Regions from separate parts of the Mus musculus genome. Here region 1 is linked to region 2. A link is a contact called in public Hi-C data. All regions are on one chromosome and are shown on one strand. The core of a region is the stretch at or near the end of the contact, and the rest is flanking DNA. Distances in the headings are between cores, read along the strand shown. Region 1 has its middle 59 kb from the start of Gm34757. Region 2 overlaps Gfra2 (glial cell line derived neurotrophic factor family receptor alpha 2).

What was found. A called contact is a pair of places that touch in the nucleus more often than the background predicts.
Region 1: a contact with region 2 is called in a Hi-C map of CD8 T cells, with 1.7 times the contacts expected there. The contact joins two enhancer-like sites. A contact is called at or near these places in 3 of 484 Hi-C or Micro-C datasets (CD8 T cells, nephron progenitors and pancreatic cancer cells) and 1 of 115 datasets of contacts at active chromatin or transcription factors (memory CD8 T cells).

The regions. Positions count from the first base shown.
Region 1 is chr14:71,106,323-71,110,715 of GRCm38.p6, forward strand. No RefSeq gene overlaps it. Among named protein-coding and RNA genes, the nearest start is that of Gm34757, 59 kb to the right of the region's middle. Within about 2 kb of position 1,384, at least 7 of the 459 cell types and tissues checked have an H3K27ac peak or open chromatin away from gene starts, as enhancers often do. A contact at or near this core is called in CD8 T cells, where this site is marked.
Region 2 is chr14:70,961,637-70,966,502 of GRCm38.p6, forward strand. It overlaps Gfra2 (glial cell line derived neurotrophic factor family receptor alpha 2), which reads left to right. Exons shown (of 9, transcript NM_008115.3): 5 at 4,571-4,680. Among named protein-coding and RNA genes, the nearest start is that of Gm34588, 22 kb to the left of the region's middle. Within about 2 kb of position 1,780, at least 56 of the 459 cell types and tissues checked have an H3K27ac peak or open chromatin away from gene starts, as enhancers often do. A contact at or near this core is called in CD8 T cells, where this site is marked.

The sequences.
Region 1 (4,393 bases), core at 134-2,633, 140 kb after region 2:
GGTTCCTAGTGGAATCTCCTCATTGGACACAGGAGACTAAACCCAGTCTTTCCCCTCTCCTGTGAGGCTGGGGTGAGGATGAAGGCTCTACCCTCATTCTCCTCTGAAGCATTCTCTTCCTGAAGCTGTTGAGGTGGCTTTTAGAGATACCAGCCACCTTAGCCACCTTATTAACAGACACTTCAGTGGAGGTGAAAGGAACTAGTTTATGAGTCACAGAAACAGCTCCCATTATCCTGCACTCAGGGAAACTCCAAGAGTTTTAGAAGCTCAGCGTCTGGAACTGCTGACAAAACCAGAAAGCTATAACAAAAGGGGCCCCATCCCTTCTGTCACTCAGGACACTTCAAAAGCCTTAAAAGCTCTGTGCTAGGGACTTGAGATGGAGGCCACACGCACACTTCTTATCCTATCTCCATGCCAGTGACTTTCAAAATAGGTGACGATTGGCTGCGTCTTGTACAGATGGCTCCGATATTAAGGCAGGGGAGGTCCAGAAGGGTCCCAATCCTGTCTGAAAAAGCAGTGTGGAATTGTTAGTCACATATGTGGCTGGTGCAGTTGATGATCTAGGTTAGTCTTTGATCAGCGTCATGCTACAGATGAAGTGGATTCTGTAGGTTTGGGAGGAGGGGAGTGACCTACTTCTGGGAGAGTTGGTATTGTGCCTTCCAGCACAACGCTGTCCTAGATCGCATGGGCCTTGGATCTGTGTCCCACTCTTGGCTAGCTTATTTGTGTTGGGCAAGTTACTTAACCTCTCTGTATCCACATCTATACTGTCAGGTGCCCAATGGCATGCTCATAGTCTATTTCACCCGTTGTGAGGGGTCTGTGGATTGTAACATGTAAGGAGCACCCGGAATGGACCCAGCGTCCGCTAGCTGTGGGTGGATGCTTGCTGTCCCTGTTATCTGATGCTTCTTCCTAGCCCAGGTTTGCCACCCACTCTATAGATACCCTGTGGTAAAAGCAAGTCTCTGTGGTCCTTGCTTTTCTCATGTTTACAAATGGGGGCAATGGAGGTGTCTCTGTAGGGCAAAGTTTACCTGGAAATGTTTGTGAAACCCTATGCTCTGGTCCCACCTGGGAGACTACCAGGGAAGACACTGTACTGAGTTGAGGCAGATGACCTGCAAGGAGAGGAGGGATGGGAGAGACAAGAGAGGGGGAGGTGGCTGTTTAGAATTTGTTTAGCTCTGGAAACCAGAAATGAAGCATGCCTGGAGGATGTGGGGGACTTGAGAGCTTTCACTGCTGAGCTGAAGAGTGCATAGGGAGAAATGTAGATGGTGGACATTGCCATCTCTAACACAGTCCTCCCTCTAGGGGCAGGACTGAAGGCTATGGGAGGTGGTGAGCTCAGGAGCAGCAGGGTGGGGATGGAAGACTAGAGTGACAGGTGACTCAGAAGGGAGACAGATGTGTGGAGAGGGTTTTCAGACAGCGTCTCTCAGTAGCTAACCAGTAGCTTTGAGCAGGGAATCTCCTTGTGACCCTGCATCTTTGGTGGGTGAACTCACCTTTCCTTTTTTTTATTGTGCTGAAATACACCTGACATAAACCTCACCATCTGAACCATTTGTAGCTGTACAGTGCAGAAGCAGCAAGTGCCTTCATATTGTTGTATAACCATCACCACCATCCATCCCCAGGACACTTTTATATTCCGAGGCTGAGACTCGGAGCCTGTTAAACATTAACTCACCATCTCCTCTCCCCCAGCTCCCAGCAGCTACCATGCTTTTTTTCCTTTTTCTTTTTTCTTTTGCCCATGAGTCTGGCTCCTTTAGGCATCTTATACAGTAGACACACTTTCTCCTTTGTGACTAGCTTATCTACACAGCTTCACTTTGTGGTTGGTCCATGTTATAGTGTATATTTGAGTATCCTTTTGTTTTAAGGATCATGCTCCATTGGGGGGGGGGGTAAACTGTATTTGTCTGTTTGTTCCTTTGACCAATACTTAAGTCACCCACATCCTTTAGTCCTTCTGTCAATCCAGAGCACTTCAGTTCCTCCAGAACCATGCCAATGTTTGTTTATTGTTTCTTCTCGAAATTTCCCTCTTTTCTCTCCTCCCTGCTTCCTTCTTCTCATCCTCTCCTCCACCCTCTCTCCTTTCCCCTCTCTTCCCTCCTTTCCTACCTCTCTCTTTTGGAAAAATATCTGTGGAGTCCTGTGTTCAATTTTAAGTTAAACCTTCTTAATGTTTTTGTAAAGTGTAGTAGTTATTTGCTCTGGATTTTAATCTTTACCACATTTGCAAATACTTTGGCTTTCTCATGTTCTTTGATCTCATGGTCTGCCTTTTTAGCTCTCTGGACAAAGTCCTTGTGTGTGTTGTGTGTGTGTGTGTTGTGTTGTGTGTGTGTTGTGTTGTGTGTGTGTTGTGTTGTGTGTGTGTGTTGTGTTGTATGTGTGTGGTGTGTGTGTGTGTGTTTGTGTGTGTGTGTTTGTGTGTGTGTGTGTGTGTGTGTGTGTGTGGTGTACACAAGTTTTGGGTCCTACAAGGTAAGAAGAGGGTGTTTTATCCCCTAGAGTTACAGTTATAGGTACTTGTGAGCTTCCTGATCTGGGTACTTGGAACCGAGCTTCCGTCTTCTGAAAGAGCTTTTAACTACCGAGCCACCTCTATAGCCCTGTTTGTGTTGAGGCAGTTGTCTTGCCATGTGACCGAGGCTGACCTCAAACTCATGGTCCTCCAGCCTCAGCTTCCCGAGTGCCGATAATTCACACATGGGCCACTGTACTTATCTCATAAAGCTTTTGACACTGAAGTATATGTTATCTCGTTTTTATTGTGTTGCCTCTGCTTTTGGTTACTGCTTTTGGTGTCATGCACAAGGGGCATTATGATCCCCAAAGTGCCTGGGATATGCTGTGACTATCCATTTTAGCAAAACCTCTCCCGTTCTTCTCTTGGGTTATTGTCGCTATAAACATACGGATGGATAATGTTCGATTCGCAGCCGTTGAGTTCTTCCTTTAGAATTTCCGTTTGTGTATCAATGGTCCCATCAATCTCAAAGTCCCTAGGCTTGAACATAGTCACTCTTAACTTCTCATTCCTTCTCTCCATTCTCAGCTATGAGAATTAGAAAATTGTTCTTCTTATGTCCTCCCAGCCTCCCAGGAGAGAGAAGAATGAGAACTGGCTTAGAAAACGTGGGTAAAATGGGTGCTTGTTACCTTCAGGCCTGGAAATACCAGATGCATGCAGCTCTCCTTGACCTCTCTTCACATGTTGGCCTTGCACATAGGAACCAGTGGATGGCTGTGTGGGCACTGAGGGAGCCACAAGGCAGAGGTCTTAAGGGACCCAGTGACTGCATGGGTCAACTCCCTGTCTCCCTACACACTGTCTTCTAATGTGCATGAAAAGAATCACTTTTTCTGTGGTAAAAATCCTTGCATTTTTTGTGATTTTTTAAAAAAGCAATTGGTCTGTGCAGATGAATAATTCAGAACTCTCAAAGCTGCCCTCATGGCCTCTCTTGGTATCTTCTGTTTTTTTCATGTTCATTGATAACAGTTTCAGACTTCTTGCTGGTCCCAACAACCTTAGACTCCTGGTGTAACTTCTGGTTACCTGATCTAATTGTTCCTCTTCTCACTCCCCATCTGAATGCTCAGAAAAGAAATATTCTAGAGAAGATGAAAGCCGTATATGATTTTATTAACAACTTTAGTTATCAAAGGTCTTCCCATTAAGGGAGCCTTCTTTCTTCTTCCATGGGAAGGCTTCCCCTTTCTGCCTTTCTTTTGTTTTCCTTTCTTCTCTTTGGCCTCTTAACTACCACTCAAGCTCAAGTTCAGGTATTTCTTCTCTTCCAGCAAGCCCCAGGGGAAGTCCTGGTGCACTCTCGAGCATACAGTTAGAACTGATCAGACTTTGTTCTTCATTTATATACTTCTAGTTTAATGTCTTCTGTTAAAGTACAGATTCTTAGTGTTGGATTTGTCAGTGGGACACAAGAGCGCCTAGAAGTGTGCTGAATTCTGTGTGCTTGCCTGTGTAAGTTTCTTAGTGTTTTATTTATTCTTTGAAAACTACATAATTTATGCAATGCACTTTGACCATATTCATGTTCCTCCCTTCAACTCCCCCAGACACCTCCCATCCTCCTCTCAATTTTTTGTCTTACATTTTTGATATTAATATTTGATATTAATGCCCCTAGGCTCAGTGAGTGCTGTCCATGTGAACATGGTGTGGGCCTATGCCTTTGATGCTAGATTACAGATTTTTTTTTCTTGTATGTTTGGGAGGCTACAGGCTTTGGATGCTGATGCTCTTTTTTATTTAAGTTTTTTAAAGTTTGAAATTAAGATGCAATTACAACACTTATTTCTTTCTCTTTTCTCCTTCCACTGTTTCCCATGTATCTTT
Region 2 (4,866 bases), core at 530-3,029:
TGTAGCTCTCCTAAGCAGACTTGTAAAGGTGTGGTAGCCTGGGCCAAGTCAGAATGTCACTAATAAAAGACAGGAACCTGTGTCCTTTTCTTTTGGATAATACCACATACAAAGCAGTCATAAGGGCATGTCCCTATAACTATGTACTATGTGTTTCTTTGGACGCAGGAGTGTGTGCGTGTGTGTGTGTGTGTGTGTGTATGTGTGTGTGTGTGTGTGTGCATGCACACATATATACATGTGTATAGAAGCATGCTACCACAATTTTCCTAGGGCTTTTTTTCTTCCAAGTCTGGGGCATAAAGCAGGAGTATTTAAAGCTGAAGCCAGAAGGCAGGATCTGAAGGGCACCCACAAGCCCAACTCAGCAGCTTGTGCAGATTGCCACACTTGAGACTCAGAGCCTGCCATTCCAGCATCTGAAGGCTTGGTAGTGAGATTACCAGCTTTGATGCAGCAATTTTAGGCAGTGTATGTTTGGGGCGGAGCCTAGAGAATTTGCATGCCTAGCAATTTCTGGCCAATGACAGTGCTGGTAGTCTGTTTACTACACTTTGAGAAGGGTGTTATGTGGCTTGCTTTCTGCTTACCAGCTCTGTTCTTTCTCCTTTGATCAGGGCACCTGTGGCAGCAGATTAAAGAGATAGCATGCCCCAGGGTAGGGCAATTGAGGGCAGGGAGGTAAGAGTGGGTAGGTGGGTGGAGGAATACCCTCATAGAAGCAGGGGGAGGGAGGATAGGATAGGAGGTTTCAGAGGGGAGGGGGCAGAACTGGGAAAAGGGATAACAATTGAAATGTAAATAAAGAAAATATCCAATAAAAATATCAAATAGAAAAAAAAGAGGTAGGATGCCAAGTAAAATTTGAATTCCAGATTCAAAAAACTTTTTTCTAGTATAAATATGTCTGAGATGTAAAATAATAATAATAATAATCATAGTAATAGTAATAATAACAAAATTTATCTGAAATTCAAATGAGATGAACATGCTGCATCTAATATGACCACCTTTTCATCAAATTAGGGTCAAGTGTCTCTCTCCTGCTGCTTCCCTGTGATTGAATAGGCCACAGCTGTTGATGAACCAGGCCCAGAGAGGGCTCGTGATTTTGGGGCAATCCACCTGCTCCCCTGAGCTCAGCTGAGAGGAATTTAGTTTGTGTGCATTTCCACTCTCTTGATGGCTCTCTGCTCTTTTCTCTCTGCTTATCTGCCTGTTTTTTCCTCTCAGTGATTTCTTTACCCCACCTCTTTTCTGGAGGGCAGGAGGGGGGACCTTAAATCTGAAGTGGGGGACTGATCCGGGAAAGATCAGCTCTTGGCAGCAGAAACAGAATCCAAGAGACCAGTGATATCTCAGGGTCTGGGGGATGAGTGGCATTTTGCCTAGAGGAGGTGGCGATCACCAATTGGCACCCCACATATAATGGTTTGGGCTGGAGTGCTCGTGTGGTTGATTCTCCTTGTGCTGGAGTTGGAGTATGTAAAGGGCCTGAAGGAAATTGACTCCACTTGGTCTCTTGTTCTGGCAGAGGAAGCTCGCTGCTGTGGGTTTATCACAGATTGAGAGGCAGAGAGAAACTTGAGCAATCAAAGGCCTCCTGGAGACTTGGACTTGGCAACCTTCTAAATGGCCCCATTTGTCCCCTTTGCTTGCCAAGCTGCCTTGATGCTGAGAGTGGCTAAGATGACAGCAGAAGGCCTAGCTGCTTCCCTCCCTTCCCGTCCCCTCACCAACCAAATCCACATCCTTTACTTTTGAACAGTATCACGTCTGGGGTTCCTGACACTAACCACCAGACTTCTTTGAGGGCAGTAGGCTGGAGCCACACTGAGATGATACTGAGATGGTGTTTTCACTTTACATTACCCTGGGGGCCTGGCTGCGGGGGCTCTGCGCACGGTTCCTAAGTTTCCAGAGCCCCTGCTTTTTTCCCTGCGTTCATCGTGGCATGGGAAGGATCAGTGGATTCAGGAGGGCAGGGTCTTCCTGGGATCCACCAAGCAGGCCTTTGGAGCCCTCCCTTCTCATGACATGCTCACATTGCCCACACAGGATAAAGTGGTGTGTTTCTGTTCTCTGTGGGTCATGAATAGTCATTTCCTGTTTGCGATTGCCAGGCAGAGCGCTGAGGGAGAAAGCGGTAAAGATGATGATTCCTATCTACATTGGGAGCTGCTTTGTACAGTATCTCTCACCGCTTTATTGAAGCTCTGGGCAAGCGTAGCTTTCTACTTAAGTGGGGACACTGAGTACCAGAGACATAGCCAGTGAGCCTCAGGTCACACAATAGAACAAGAGCTTGCGCACCATCATGTGACAGATGGCTCTCCCAGCAGCTGGACCAGTATCCTTCTTGCCAGCTCAGGAACCCCTCTGGCTACAATCCTTGGAGGGGTCTGTACTCTTTCACCTTCTGTTCTCTGGCTTGCACCGTCACCCCCACTTCTCCTATAGAGCCAGGCTGATCTCTCCTTTGCTGGTGAAATGTCCTAGATATCTCTCAAGTGACATTTTTCATTTCCTCCCATGTATATTTCCACTTCTCCAGCCTTTGAGTTGGTGGTTTTGAGAGGTTCCTGGCACTTCGAAGCCAGACAAATATATGCGGTGTTCCTAGTGTCGTGTGATCTTGGAGTCAAACTTTTGAGAGAGGACAAGGCCGTTCTGGATGCTGGTGTCAATGGGAGCAGTTCAAGAGGCTTCCAACAGCTACAGGTCTAGCTGGAACCCTCAGCTCAGTTCTGGGCAGATGATGTTATTTGTAAGGAACTGAGAGGATAGTAGCATTTCACCAAAGCCCTGTGCCGTAATCAGAGGGGTGGAGAGCCTTGAACATGTCATGGGGTTCCCTTCTGATTCCATATTGATGTGCTTACCATTCCCATCGTCACTCTGTCAGACACAGGCCAGGGGATCTGCTCCTAGTTGGAGCAAAGATGAGGGATAGCTACCATCCATGACTATTAACAGGGCCTTAGAGGATGTGGATGAAGAAATACGTAAATAATAATATTAGCAGTGGATGTTCTTATTGGGAAGATCAAACAAAGCAATGTCAGCAAGTCTCTGTGCTGTTGAGTTGCCTGGTCTAGGCTTTCTGTGTGGTTGCACTGAGAAAAAGGACAAATCCAACATGATCATGGAAAAAGAACCTCTGTGTTGAAGGTTTCGGTGGCTTTGGGGATGCAGGAAGTAGGAGATAGAGTCCATACATGCCCACATGGAATTGAAATGGACTCTTGCATTTCAGTTAGAGGGTGTGTTTAAATAACCCGTAGAGAAGATGTTTAAACAGCTTCATAGAGAAGATGGTAAACAGTGGTTGCTCACGATATAGGATTCTACAGGACCTCCATTCTGCCTTTATGTTCTCCTGTTGCTTCTGTCTGGGGGGAGATTTGGCCAAAATGGAGTATTTGAAAACCCCATAGTGTCCCCCAAGGATGTACCTGAGTATCAGAGACCAGGTAGCTTATGGCAGAAACAGACTCTCTTATAGTTGAAGTCATAAGTCTGAGGTTGAAGTGTCAGTGGGACCATGCTTGCTTTGTGCTGTCAGAGACTGAGAGGGGCTGATGAATGGGGTCACATGGGCAGGACACTCCCCTCTAGGGGGTGATGGTTGCCTTAGACAGGATAAGGGGGAAGCTTCCGTAATCCAGGCTGATGGAAACTTCTGTGGCCAGAGTACTAGGAGAAGAGGGAAAAAGAAGGGAGCTAGCCAAGGGTGTGACTTTGTGCCACATTCAACTCTGTGGCGGGGTAATGAGAACAGGCCTGGACCTGCTCCTGGCTGAGTGTGACTGAGCTGTACAGCACAGGTGGTTACAAAGCCATGTCACAGGTACTGATGACAATGGGTGATGGCATGCTAGGTCATGAAGAGAAACATTTAAAAGGTGGGCTATGTCTGGTGAGCTGGGGAGGTAGGGAGAGGGGCTACCTATTGGCCTGCTCTGGGACGATGCAGAAGAGTCCAGGTGACAATGAGGAGATGCCTCACCCTAAGGAGACCCTGCCTTCCCTCTCTCTGAGTTCTGGCTTCTTCGAGCTACAGGCTAGTAGGGTGGGGATCATTAGGTCCACTTTGGGTTGGGAAGAGCAATGTGTTCCAGGATATGGACAACATTCTTCAAGGTTTTAGTTGTCAGGAAGTAGAAACTTGTACCCTGTCCCAGGTCTGGATACTGTCTACCAGCACAGCCCTGCCCCCTCTGTTTTTCTGCTAACAAGGACCATTTAGAGAATGGTTCTTTAGTTTTGCTCTTTTTTGAGACAGGTCTCACACTATGTTCCAGGCTGGCCTGGAACTCACTATGTGGCCCAGTTTGGCCTCAAACCCTCCCGCTTTAGACCTCTAAGTGCAGGTATGACAGGTGCACGGCTTGGGCTTTTAAATTGCACTATGCCCAGCTCCATAGGCCTCCCTTCACTTTCTACTCCCCCCTTTCCTGGCTTCCTCAGGTTCTAGGATCTGCAGTGTGGAGCCCCAGGCAGTGTGGAGGAGGCTGGAGCAGGCTGCCAGACTAAACTGTTTCCTCCTTGGGTCTTTTCCCAACACCAGGTCCCGCCTGGCAGACTTCCACGCCAACTGTCGAGCCTCCTACCGGACAATCACCAGCTGCCCTGCGGACAACTACCAGGCATGTCTGGGCTCCTATGCTGGCATGATTGGTAAGCCCTGCTTACATTTTCTGTACTTTAAGTAGTTTCTTCCCTCAGCCCCACCCCTGGTCTCACTGGGGTGGGGGTTGCTGCAGTCCAGCCCAAGGCTGTTGGGAGATTGACAGCATAACCTTGCCTGTGGCAGATTCAGACAGAGCATCTAGGGGGAAGGGAGGCTACCTCCTTATCAGGAGG